Linked DNA regions of Mus musculus: all the other regions are linked to region 1. The links are chromatin contacts, called in public Hi-C and Micro-C maps. All regions are on one chromosome and are shown on one strand. Each heading gives the region's core, a stretch centred on a gene start, on an enhancer-like site or on the middle of the called end of the contact. The rest is flanking DNA. Distances are from core to core; before and after follow the strand shown. Region 1 holds the start of Tab2 (TGF-beta activated kinase 1/MAP3K7 binding protein 2). Region 2 holds the start of Sash1 (SAM and SH3 domain containing 1). Region 3 has its middle 16 kb from the start of Ust.

Region 1 (4,267 bases), core at 1,097-3,596:
GATAAAGGCCAAGCTCATAACCAAACTTTCAAAACATTTTGAGACACTACAAATGCCCTAGATTCATCAAATATGACTTTTAAAATGCTTCTAATTACCAATATTTAAAACTTATCACCACTCTCTGTATGTGTATGGCAGATAGGAAGTATACATCCACACAGAAAAAGCATATAGAATATACATATTTTTTTTTCTGAGCCACATGGGTAAAGTTTTATACATTGTGTTCTTTTACCTCTTTAACCCTTCAGTGTGTTTAAGAATATTGTAATGAAGAACAAATTTCAGAAGGTTAAAGATAACATAATACTTACATTGTCTCTGTAGTCCTAACTTTACCTAACTTTACCCAGTTATCCCAATACAAACTACTTTGTAACCTTTTCTTTCCCAGCAAGGGATCCGCCTTGGGGTCTCATGTCGCATTAGGATGTCATGCTCTTTAGCATCCTTTAATCTGCGATCTTTGATTCTTACAAGATCCCAGAAGGGGTTTGTTCTGTTTTGTTTTTTGTTTGTTTGTTTTTAAAGGCATTAGTTCTTTCATAGAGTTTTCCTCTACATAGCTATCTGGGGCTTTCTCTTCATTAGAGATCCAAGCTCTTCAAATTTGGGCAATGATGTACGATTATATCTTCTCTTCCTTTTCTCAAACCCATTACATTTGTTTATATGGAAAATATATTTCTATTAAAATGTGTACACGTACATTTCAGAAAACAAATTTTGAACAGGAACTATTTTTTTCTTAATCCACTTCTATTATTTCAGCAGTATATGTTCGAATTGTGCCTCAGTTTAAGAGAAGTACTGTTTATTTAATAATTTCTTCAATTTATCTAAAATCATTACACTGACTATGGAAATAATTCCTCAGAGAACTGTAGTATTAGGGCTCAATGGCGTCTGTTACTGTGAATTAATGAAAACAGCATCTACTATGTGAATTATAATTTACTTTTACTTCGAACACAGAAAAAACACTTTTTCAAAGTATATACTTTTACTTTCTTAATGTCAACCGAGAGAAAAATTTAAAAGTTCCAATGTTGTAAATCATTAGCACTCTGACTTCTGGCGGGCTAAAAGTTTTTAAGTAGAGCTAAACCCCAATATTTCAGGTACTTTGTAAAACTGAGTGTAAAAAGGAAGTGAAAGGGTTTTAAGTGTTTAAAAAAGGGGCTTTAAAAACAATAAGCAATAAGCACCTATGGAGCTTATACTGATAACAGAATAATAAAAATAGTCCTTCCGGATTTTTTTCGGTAGTATGAATTTCTTCAAGGAAGAAACTGGCAGCGATATGCACACTTTGGACAGGGTCAAGAAGAAGAAAAAAAAAGCCTTTTTTTTTTTTGCCATATGAAACCGCCAAGATTTTAAAATATTTTACATTGTGAGAAACATCTGAACGTTGACCACCACCACCCAACCCCACCCCACCCCGAGGGAAAACGAAGCACATCTTTAAGAAGATAGAAACCAGAAGTGTCCCCTCCCCCGCGTCTCCCCTCGAAGCTAAAGTGTCTTTGGCTCTGCTTCTAGGTCTTCTAGGAACGTGCAGTTACAATCGCAACGACTCGCTTGATTCTTTAGATCGTTCTCTCTGCGGGCCCCCACTGCTGATCAAGGAAAGTCCAGCGGCCGAGCCAAACTCCGCTCGGGTCCCGCGGCTTCCAGGACGCGTCCCGCACCGCCCGGTCTCCATCCGACCCGCCGTCCCTCCCGGGTCACCCGGTAGCTCGCGGCCTGGGCGCGGCCCGGCTCCAAGGGGGTGTGTCCGGCTCGCGGCCCCGCAGCCCCGCAGGCCCGGCGCTCGCCTCCGCCTCAGGCCCACCTGCCCCGCGGCCCGTCAGGGCCTGCAGGGTCCCGCCCGTCTCCCCGAGCTGGGCCGCCGGCTCGCACGGCTCGCCCTGCTCGCACAGCCCGCCACCCGCTTCCGGAGCCGCGAGGCCCTCGGCGGCGCGCGCACCGCTCGGCTCCTCTCTCTCTCCCTCCCTCCCTCCCCGTCCGAGCGTGAGGGACCCGCGTGCTCCTCCTCAGCCCGCGCCGGGACGCGTCCCCTCCGGCCACGGCGAGCCGGGAGTGGGGACGGCGGCTGGCGGAGGTGGGGCGTGGACAGAGCATCCCCGCCACCCGGCGGAGGGAGGCCTCGTCACGGCCGCCGCCTCAGATCTCGCGGTGTTTGCCGGCCGCCGCGCCGCCATATTGTGTGGCCGTATTTTGATGCGGACTGGGCTGGCGGAGCCGCGGCGCGAGCGGGCGAGCGAGCGAGAGCTGGGGGGGTGGGGGGAGGGCAGGCGAGCGGCAGGGGGGTGGGGGCGGAGGGAGGCAGGGCGGCCGTGCGAGCCGGAGCCGAGCAGCGGGCCGCGGCGACGCCGCCCCGGCCATCGCTTTGATCCGCGGCAGGCGCCGGCGGCGGGGCGCCCCAGGCCGACCCCCTCCCCTCCCCCTCAGCCGCGAGCGGCGGCGGCGGCCGGAGGGAGTTGGCGGCGGCCGGGCGGAGGGGGCCGAGCGGGGAGGGAGGGAGGGCTGAGGTGTCCCCCCTGCCGGGTGGAATCGGCGCTGGCGGCGGCCGCGGTGACGACGGGGGAGACGGCTGCCCAAGTGGGAGAGGCGGCGGCGGCGGACGAGGAGGAGGGGGAAGCCGCGGCGGCGGCGAAGGGTAAGCGGACGGCGCTGCGGGGCCTCGGCGGGATCCCTCCCCACCCCCCACCCCCCCCACCCCCAGCCCGGCTCCCCGCGCCTGCAGCGGCTCGGGGACCGGCTCTGCCTGGCGCGCGAAGCCCTAGCGGGGCGTCCGCGCCTTCCTCGCCTTCGTCCGCCGCTCCGCCCGGGTCCTGCCCGCGGTGGCGAGGCGCAGGGAGGCCCCCCAAGTCCTGCGGGGAGGGTGGGGGCGGGGAGCCTGGGGCCTGGCCTGGGCTCCGGGGCGTCGGGGGAGGGGGACCGGGCCTGCCCCGGAGCCCAGCGCCGGAGAGAGCCGGGGGTGGGGGTGCCTTGGCCCCCGGTCCGCCCCCAGGCCTGTGATCTGGAAGTGGGAGGGAGGGAACCAGACGCCTTTGGGGGAACCCAGGTCTGGATAACGATGACTTCGGGGCCCGCGAGTTAAGGGAGAGCCGGGGAAGTTAAGTGCAGGGTAAAGAGGAAGCACCTCTCTCGCTTTGCTTTCCGATTTTGCTTGTCTGCAGCCTTCTTCCAAATGGGCAGCACGCCCCGCTGTGAAGAGGTTGGGGCCCCCTTAGAGTCCACAGGACTACTCTGATTTTCTTGCCCCGAGATAGTGGTTGGAAGAGGAAGACTTAACAAGGGTCCCTGGGTGTTGCTGACAGGTGACAGGTGGATCTGTCTGTTGCTGATGCTGTAGAATCCTTGGCTCATAATTGTAGGCCGAAAGTGTCAGGGAGCGTGTGAGTTTGTATTTACGTGTTTGGCCAAGTTTCATTCCATATATAGTATATTTGAGATGCTAAGTTTCCATTCAAGTCAGCTTAATTGTTATGGAGGAATTCTTCAAATGTTTCTGATAAGAGGGGTTTTCAGGAGAGTGGTGGAGACTTGCAGCCTCCTGGAGCTTTTATTCGAGTCTCCGTGAAGTTCGGGTTCCCAAAAGCATTGCAGGCTGTTGGTAAATGGGCTTCTAGTCATTGGAAAGTTCTTGGACACAAATGCAGTATTCGAGGCAGCAGCCAGACACTCTAGCTTTGCATCCATTTTGTCAGTGCTGGGTAAGTTAGTAAAGTGCCAAATCGTAGGGTTAGGTTGATTGCCATTTTATAAAAGGAATGGCTTTGTGTCCTAGCTTACTCAAAGGAGATGTTGCTCATGAAGCAGCTTCAAATTTTGCTAGGAATTTCACTGGGTACAAAAGAGGGTTGTTTGTTTTTTGTTTTGGTTTTTTTTTTTTTTTTTTGGTTTTTTTGTTTGTTTTGGTTTTGGTTTTGGTTTTGGCTTTTAGTTATCACTGTTTACCACACTTGGTACAGCAAGAGTTTTGATGCCTTTTCAGAAGCATCCTTAATGTCTTAGTAAAGGTGAATCCATGATTACTTTTAAAACTGTACAACTTGAAACCTTTTTGAAACCATACATATTTCTAATAAATGAACAGTTGCCTTTTCTTTTACTATATGCTTTAGCTAGCTACTTTAATTCCAATCCTTAGGAAAAAATGTCAGATTCATGAGTTGGGTTAGTATCCAGATAGTCCACGAAGGCTTCTGCAGCTTTTAACACGTGTGTGGAATGAATATGTTGAATGGTGGTA
Region 2 (4,267 bases), core at 1,068-3,567, 930 kb before region 1:
ACGGTAGCATGGAAAGGCCCTCAGGTCATCTGAGTCAAAAAGACATAGAGTCCTGATTGGTGTCTGGATGGGTTCTTCTTAGACCCAACCCCACTCCTGCTTGCATAACTCACTCTGTAGGCTTTTATGCAGAGAGCAGACTGCATGTCTCCACCTTAAAGATCCCTATAAAGTCTATTTTCCTTTTCTCACCATTTATTTTGGTGTCTTTATAGATAAAACCATTTTCTTCCTTAGTGGAGTTTGTTTCGACTCCTAGCATCAGACAGCACCAGTGCAGCTGGCAGCTGGGACACAGGTTTCTCCGACGACAGGATAAACCAATTCAAGACAAATTAAGTTCGAAAGGCAGGTTTATTGGGGGGCAGCTCTCAATCGGTTCACCAGTCCCAAGGAACAAGACCAGGGAAAGTCACCATGCAGAAAGGAAGAGGGTGGGGGGGGGGAGAAATTAAGAAAGAGGATGCAGAGAGAGAGAGAGAGAGAGAGAGAGAGAGAGAGAGAGAGAGAGAGAGTGAGTGTTGAGGGAGAAATAGACGGAGGGAGGGAAGGACGGAGGAAGGAGAGAAAACAAAATGTCTGATTATATAGGGAAGAGCCCCTGGGGGAGGGGAAGCCCAGGTCTGGTAGGCTAGGGCCAGGCAAAGGGGACTGAGGGATTCTGGAAAAATCTAGAGGCCAGGTCCACTTTGAAATGTTAAATGGGCACCTAGTTCACTCCTCCCAGCCCTGAATCCCAACATCTGGAACTGCATTAGCCCAGAGAAACTTCTGGCCTGGCTCCACTGATTCAGACTCTAGGGCTCTTCTTCAGTTACTACACTACACCACACACACACACACACACACACACACACACACACACACACACTACCCTCCCAACCAAAAAAGTTTGAGAAGGGGTGGTAAAATCTTGTGTGTGTACATTCACTTATACACATACCTGTGGACGGCAGAGTGATGTCAGGTGTCTTTCTCTACCATACACCACCTTATTTTTTGAGACATGATCAATCTCTCCATGAACCTGGAGCTTACCAGCTGTCTGGAATGGCAGCCACTAAAGCCACGAAAATCCCGATGTCTCTACTTCCCAGCCTTATAGGCCCATACTGCTATGCTAGGGTTTTACTTCTTTTTACGTTTTGACATTGTGGGTGAGAGCTATTCACCCATTACTTAGACTGCTGTTCTCAATGTATGAAAGCTGAGAAAGAGATGAAGACACTTCAGAAGTAATTGTTCTATCCGGGGGACCCTCACTTCATCCCCTCTCCACTCCACCTCCTTAATAAGGGGCAGATTCCGTGGGTTTCTTTAGTTTCACAAAGTGAGCAGCCACAAAATCAAATAGGATAGGCACTGTCATCTCTTAGAAAAAATTTTTTGATTGGTTTTTAAAAGGAGGAGGAGGGGGAGAAGAGGGAAAAAGGACCTCTTCAGGGATATTTCCCTCTGGCATTTTCACTTGATTAACATATCGAGGCCTGAACTGTGCATGGGCTTAGCGGCCATAAAATTAACTTTTATTTTGAACATACCCCTTGCCTGTTTCTTCCACGTAAAACAAAACAAAACAAAACAAAACAAAACAAAACAAAACAAAACAAAACAAAACACACCCTTACAGCTCAGAGAGGGTCTCATTTAAGTATCCGAAAACCCTAGAAGTGCACAGCACTGCGGCCACTCGGGAGCCGAAACGCCCGGACTTACGACCCAAACAATGGCTCGTGACCAGGCGAGCTTTGTCACACTTTGTTTTCCAAGAAGCCTGACAGACAGGACTGTAATTCCAGGGGTTGTCACCATACGGACTCCTCTTAAACTCGAACTCAGCGAGCGGCTTAAAGATTAACTTTCTGCAGTTTCAGTGGCGGAAGGCGCGGGTGAATGGCGCGATTGGGGACTTGTGCAGGGCCCCGGGCCCGTGGCGCGGTGGCGCTTTCAAAAGGCGATTTGTTGGCCAGGCTGAGGCTCATTTCCATGCAAAGCGCCTGACATCAGAGCACCTTTTGTTGCTAAACGCTTTCTTGAGCCTGGAGGGGAGGGAGTCATGTGGAGTTGGAAGAGCTCATTCTAAAGAGAGGGGTCCAGGACTAATTAGCCCGGGTCCACAGGCGTCACTGTCCCCTGCCCAGCCCTGCACAAACTCTCCAGTAGAGGCGAGTGGTGTGCCACCCGGAGCCGGTCCCCGAAGCAGGACGCAGCACCCGTGCGGTGTGGCTCTTGTCTCCCTGGTCCCGTGAACTCCCCGCCGCAGCCAGTGTTGTGGACTCTGCTCCAGCTACCCTGTTGCTGCGCGGGGCCGGGCTAGGAAAAGTTTCTGGAGTTGTCAATCGCGGTCGCCCGGGATCGAGGTGCCAGTCCTGGCAGTGGTGCTCGTACCCAGCGGAGCCTGGGGCATGCGACGCGGGGGCGCGGCCCGGTGACGCCGCGGGCGGGGAACTTGCGCCCCGTCGGCCGACGCGCTGCTGCGAGCGGTGGGCAGCGCGGGGACCCGGACGCGGACGCACGGGGACGCGGCCATGGAGGAGGACGCGGGAGCTGCTAGCCCGGCGCCGGAGCCTGAGCCGGAGGTGGATCCCGCCCGGGAGCTGGAGCCCGAGGCCGGTGTCTCCGAGTCAATCTCCCGCCTCTGGACCGACGTGATGGGCATCCTGGTGAGCTACCTGGGGAGGCAGGCGGGGGAAGCGGGGCTCACCCCTCGCCCACCTATTGGTCACCCTTCTTCTTTCCGCTGTATTCTCTATATAGGGGTTGAAACTGTAATTTAGAAAAACCAAACCAAACCAAACCAACCAAACAAAAAAAAAAAACCCCTACTTGTCGGGTCACATCAGAGACACCTCTTGAACAATCGACTGTAATTAGGGACACCTGCTTAGAAAAGTTGGCGTGGAAAAAGCCAGAAAGAGTAGATGTAAATACTACTTGTAAATATTTGGCGAGTGGACTCCTCATGGCCTCTCGGTATTGATGTTTATCCGCACAGGGCTTGTCCTGTGCCCATGAGAGGAAAACAACCGTTTCCTTGTGCAGAACTACCACGGTGTTTACTTGCTCTGCCCTCAGCTCTTCTAGTTTGTAGAATTACAGGATATTTGTTTTATATGTTTGGCGCTGAGAACAATAAGGCATATATTGCTGAATCTGTGCTGATAAGGGGTTTTGAACTGCCGGGCGTGGTGGCGCACGCCTTTAATTCCAGCACCTGGGTGGCAGAGGCAGTCGAATTTCTGAGTTCGAGGCCAGCCTGGTCTACAGAGTGAGTTCCAGGACAGCCAGGACTACACAGAGAAAATCTGTCTCGAAAACAAAACAAAACAATCCCCCAAAAACAAAAACAAAACAAAAACAACAACAAAAAAAACCCAAAATCAAAAACAAAACAAAACAAAACAAACAAACAAAAAAACCCAAAAACCAAAACCAACCAACCAACCAAACCCCCCCAAAAGAGGTTTTGAACTGGCCAGTGGTTAAAACTGCCTATGGATTTATCTTAGTTCTGGAAAGTAGTTCTACTGAGGATGAAATTTTACCTTGGATGGATAGGGTGTTAGCCGTGTCTCTGGTGTTAGCCGTGTCTCTTTAGGAACGATATAGTTTTCTTCATAGTGGTTAAGGTCTTGGGCTTTGGAGCGAGTTAGTCTGGTTCAAATCCCTGCTCCCCAGGGTTTTAGCAGTGCCTCTTTGGGCACGATACAGTGTTTAGTTTTCTCCATAGTGGTTAAAGTCTTGGGCTTTGAAGTTAGTTAGCCTGGTTCAAATCCCTGCTCCCCAGTTGTCTGTCTACAATTACCATATCAAGGTCATTCACTCCTGACTCTCCAATTCACTTGAAAAACAGGAAGACATGTGTCTTGGGTTTTATGAGAGGCACTATGTCCATGTGTATGATGCACTCAGCATATTGCCAGATGAATGGTAGATGGTCAATGAATACAGCTCTGTATATATTTTTTCTTGCAAATAGAGCCTATGTCTCATCTTTTTGGACATCTTGAAGTTCAGTGTATCTCATTTTCCTGGGTTAAAGATTTCTGTCTGTGCTTTCAAATACATAATAAAAGACATATTTACCTACGTTAGAATTTTATGTATGTATGCTGTGTACGTAAGTCTTTTGGATTTAAAATCTGTTGCGTTTCCTAAACTTTTTCAGAGATACATACAATGCTCAGTTGAATTGCAGGAAATCAAGCGATTGTTTTGTGAGTGGTGACAGACAATCTTAAGTTTTAGACCGGCAGACACCTTATCT
Region 3 (4,267 bases), core at 525-3,024, 580 kb before region 1:
TTGCATAAACACAGGGTGCCACACAGCCCACAAAGGCAACTCCTGCAGGAGGACCTTATTGAAGACTGCCTCGGAGACCAAGGATTGCTGATTCAGACAACGTCAGCCAATCAGGAACTGATGTTTGGAAGAGATGCTTGCTGGGGACCAGTGGGACGTGGGTGAAAGGCGTTAAAGGAGCTTCCTGCAGTGTTCTAACTGCTCCTGGAGTCTGAGCTGTTGATTCCAGGCCACCTCATCTCTAACCCCAAGGTAGGGTTGGGCAGCAGGCAGTCTAGGGCACAAACAACACATTTATACACAAAAAGAAGAGGAGGAGGAGAAGGAGGAGATGAAGATGAGGAAGAAGAAGAAGGAGGAGGAGGAAGAGGAGGAGGAGAAAGAAGAAAGAATTGATTAAAACGTTTTCTTAAAACGTACTTACAATAAATTATGTTTATGGGCTAGAGAGATGGCTCAGCAGTTAAGAGCACTGCCTGCTCTTCCAGAGGACTTGAGTTCAATTCCCAGCAACCATATGATGGCTCACAAATATCTGCTCTGGGATCTGATGCCCTCTGCTGGTGTATCTAAAGACAGCTACAGTGTACTCATACATAAAACAAACAAACAAACAAATAAATAAATCTTTTAAAAATATGTTTATAAAGGCAATATATGCTACCAATGTGACAAAAATCCTGAAAATGTACATAATGTTTTTTCTTAATTTCTTTAACTTCCTCTATGATATTATTTTCATTATCCATGTTGGCTATATGCCCTTTGATGGTTTCTTTATTGGACAATAATTTTAGACACAGAAACATAATTACGCCCCTCCTCTAGCAAAAATAATTGGATAAAAAAATCTTAATAATTGATATACAGGATACAAACAATAAATGACATCATACATATGCATTCACTTCATTTGTGTAGCCCAGGTTCAGATTTCTGCTACGAATTTTAAAATGATATATTTTCAATTATGTGTAGATGTGTGTGCATGTATGTGTGTATGCATGCATGTGTGTGTGTGTGTGTGTGAGCATGTGCACACTAGTGATACTACCCTTGGAGATCAAAGGCATTAGGTCCCTTGCAGCTGAAGTTGCAGACAGCTGTGAGCTGCCTGGTGGGTCCTCTGGAAGAGCAGCAAGAGCTCTTAACTGCTGAAGCATCTCTCCAGTCCTGTTTCGCATGATCTTCATCATAAAGGGAAGCACTGTGTTACTATACATTTTTTTCCTTCCTTCCTACTGTTTTTTGTTTCATGGAGGCCATCAAAAGACCTGCTCCTTCTAAATGTTCTCATCACATGACTCCATGAAACCACCCACACCCAGAGTGACTTTTTAACTTCTTCAGGACACTCGTTAAAAATTGACATGTTTTGTTAAGAACATACATATTGCCATGGTTAAGTTTCCAAACATAAACCATTGACTAATCACCCTCAGTTGCAAGCTATATGCTTGTAATAGGAAATAAATTTGAGTGAAAGTGGATATAATTTGAGAGAAAAGAGGTATGTGCTGGGAAGAAGTAGGTATGTACTGAGAGGAAGTGGGCATGTGCTGACAGGAAATAGGTAGGCGCTGAGAAGAAGCGAGTATGTGCTAAGAAGTGAGTATACTCTGAGAGGAAAGAGAATGTATTCTGAGAGGAAATGGAGATGCACTAAGAGGAAGTAGGTGTGTGCTGAAAGGAAATGGGCAGGTACTAAGAGGAAGAGGTGGTGCTCTGAGAGAAAGTGGGTTTGTGTTGAGAGGAAGTAGGTGTACTCTGAGAGGAAGTGGTTATGTGCTGACAGAAGGTAGGCATGCGCTGAGAAGAAGTGGGTGTGCTCTGAGAGGAAGTGGGTATGTGCTAAGAGGAAGTGAGTGTGTGCTGAGAAGTGGGTATGTGCTGATGGCAAACCTGTCTAGCAGGAGAAGATCAATCATATAGTTTGGTAGTGTCCAGAACAACTCAGGCCAAAAAAAGAAATCTTACTTGATAAATTAATTGGTTCTCCATGTAAGCTTTCATCTGGTAATACTATCCTGCTAGCTGCCAGGGAAGTGAAATTACTCATGAAATGAATTTGAGGGGATTTTTTTTTCTGTCTGAAAATTTAAATCACTCTATCAAAATAGAGCATTATTGGAATGGGGTATTGAGATGCTTGCCTTGAATAAGGGTATTGCTTCCTCCAGGGCTCCATATTTGCCGTTCCCTTTGCCTGATGCCCTCATCCAGGATCTTGTTATAATTTTAGCCTTAATCATTTTTCATATAGTTTTTCTCAGCTACAACTTTGCTTTGGTATTCTCCTGACCATTCTGTGTGAGGCAGAGCCTTTCAGCCACTTTTCCAGTTTCATTTTCTTTTTTGACACATGTTGGGATAGTAGCCTCGCGATTTGTCTATGTACTTATTTTATAACCTGGCCATTATAAGGCAATTACCCTGGGGACATATTACACTTGTGCTCCACTGTTCTAGAACCCATGGTGCTCTTAAGAGATGGAGGGTAGAAAGATTAGCTCTGTAACTTACTTTCAGGTTTCTGGTCCAGTCTTATACCTGAAACAATCAGTCGCCCACCCTTCAGCTCCATATGATTTCTCTGTCATCTTTTCTGATGTGTGACTTCGTTGTAGTGCTGTCTAGAGTACTAAAGGGATCCCTACACACAATGATTCCAGAGAAGCTAATTTCTTTCTTTCACAAGGGAGCTAGAGGTGGCGGCTACCCATCTCAGGTAGGCTGATCCACTCCATGAAATCATATGGAGATACACATTCCCCTCCTCGGGTCCCTCAATGTTCCTCAAAACCCTGCCCCATGTCCTTGACTGATGTTGAGCCACTTCCAGGTCCACATTGAAGTCCATGGAAGCTGGGAAATGAGACCGGAAGGGTACACACTCATCTAGGATTTGCCTACATCTCTTTTTTTTCTCACAATCCTGACTTGATCTCAGCCATACAACCACATCTATCTGCAAAGGAGCCTAGAAAATGTAGTACCTACCTATAAACGTGGCCATGAGTCCTGTTAGTGGTTTCTTTTACTGAAAGGAAACAGGAGGAAATAGGTGCAGGGGACACGTAACTCTTAGGCACCTTGGCCACAGTTGTTCATTGTCTTCCTGAAATGCTAGGTCTCCCTTGGCTTCATGACTCAATACGATCTTACTTTCCAATATGGTTACCACTGGGGAATGTGTTTGCTCTCTCTAGGATGTTTTAAATATCAAGACACTATGAAGAAGACTATTTCCAGGGTTACTCAAAAGTTTATCCCCACTTTAGAAATTAACCCTACCCTTGTCTTCAGGAGTAACGGTGAAGCATCATATTCTCGGTTGATAAAGGCCCTCAGACGCATCCAGGAGAGCACAGAGAAGTGATTCCTAATCTGAATTTGGCGTCTCCTAGAGACCACGCAGGAACTGAAATTATTATTTTTAATTGTGTACATTTTTGTGTGCGGGGGTGAGTTCATCGATTAGTCAGATTCTCTAGGCACCCAAGTCACCATATTGTAGAAAAATATTAAAGATATATTTGCAAGATTGGTATCCGAGTTCTGGTCTTTCCACTTGCAAACAACACTCTTTTGTGCATGTTCTGTGACTTATTTGGATTCTGGTTTCTTAATCCTCAAAGAAATATTTTGCATTCTTACATGTGTGCCTAACATTTTAAGAAAAATGTGTTTCATCAGGCCAGTGAGAAGGCGTAATGAGTAAAGGAAGGCACTTGCCTCTAACTCTAACAACCTGAGTTCCATGCCAGATACCTTGTACTGACTGGCTGTGGTTGTCAGCTTGACACAGCTGGAGTCATCAGAGAGGAGGGAGCCTCAGTTGAGAAAATACCTCCATAAGATCCAGCTGTAAGGCATTTTCTTAATTAGTGATCAATGGGAGAGCGCCATCCCTGGGCTGCTGGTCCTGGGTTCTATAAGAAAGCAGGCTGAGCGAGTCATAAGTAGCACTCTTCTGTGGCCTCTGCATCAGCTCCTGCCTCCAGGTTCCAGCCGCATTCCAGTTCCTGTCCTGGCTTCCTTCAATGATGGACTACAATGTGGAAGCTGAAAAACCCTTTTCCTCCCCCAGCTTGCTTTTGCTCATGGTGTTTCATCCCAGCAATAAAAACACTAAGACAGACCTCATGAACGAAGAAACCCAGGTCCCGAAGTTGTCTTTTAACTTCTACATATGCTCCACGGTACACTAAAAAAGCATGGCACGTGCATGCGTGAGTGTGTGTGTGTGTGTGTGTGTGAGTGCGCG

The links. A called contact is a pair of places that touch in the nucleus more often than the background predicts.
Region 2: a contact with region 1 is called in a Micro-C map of embryonic stem cells, with 8 times the contacts expected there. The contact joins the promoter of Sash1 here to the promoter of Tab2 in region 1. A contact is called at or near these places in 2 of 484 Hi-C or Micro-C datasets (embryonic stem cells and muscle stem cells) and 4 of 115 datasets of contacts at active chromatin or transcription factors (bone marrow-derived dendritic cells, bone marrow-derived macrophages, embryonic stem cells and 1 more).
Region 3: a contact with region 1 is called in a Hi-C map of CD4 T cells, with 2.8 times the contacts expected there. The contact joins the enhancer-like site here to the promoter of Tab2 in region 1. A contact is called at or near these places in 1 of 39 promoter capture datasets (hippocampal neurons), 2 of 484 Hi-C or Micro-C datasets (CD4 T cells and natural killer cells) and 6 of 115 datasets of contacts at active chromatin or transcription factors (the 230-238 cell line, bone marrow-derived macrophages, embryonic limb bud and 3 more).

What each region holds. Positions count from the first base shown.
Region 1 is chr10:7,954,202-7,958,468 of GRCm38.p6, reverse strand. It overlaps Tab2 (TGF-beta activated kinase 1/MAP3K7 binding protein 2), which reads left to right and starts at 2,346. Exons shown (of 7, transcript NM_138667.3): 1 at 2,346-2,668.
Region 2 is chr10:8,884,120-8,888,386 of GRCm38.p6, reverse strand. Sash1 (SAM and SH3 domain containing 1) reads left to right here and starts at 2,317. Exons shown (of 20, transcript NM_175155.4): 1 at 2,317-2,663. The coding sequence starts at 2,529.
Region 3 is chr10:8,533,133-8,537,399 of GRCm38.p6, reverse strand. No RefSeq gene overlaps it. Among named protein-coding and RNA genes, the nearest start is that of Ust, 16 kb to the right of the region's middle. Within about 2 kb of position 1,774, at least 26 of the 459 cell types and tissues checked have an H3K27ac peak or open chromatin away from gene starts, as enhancers often do.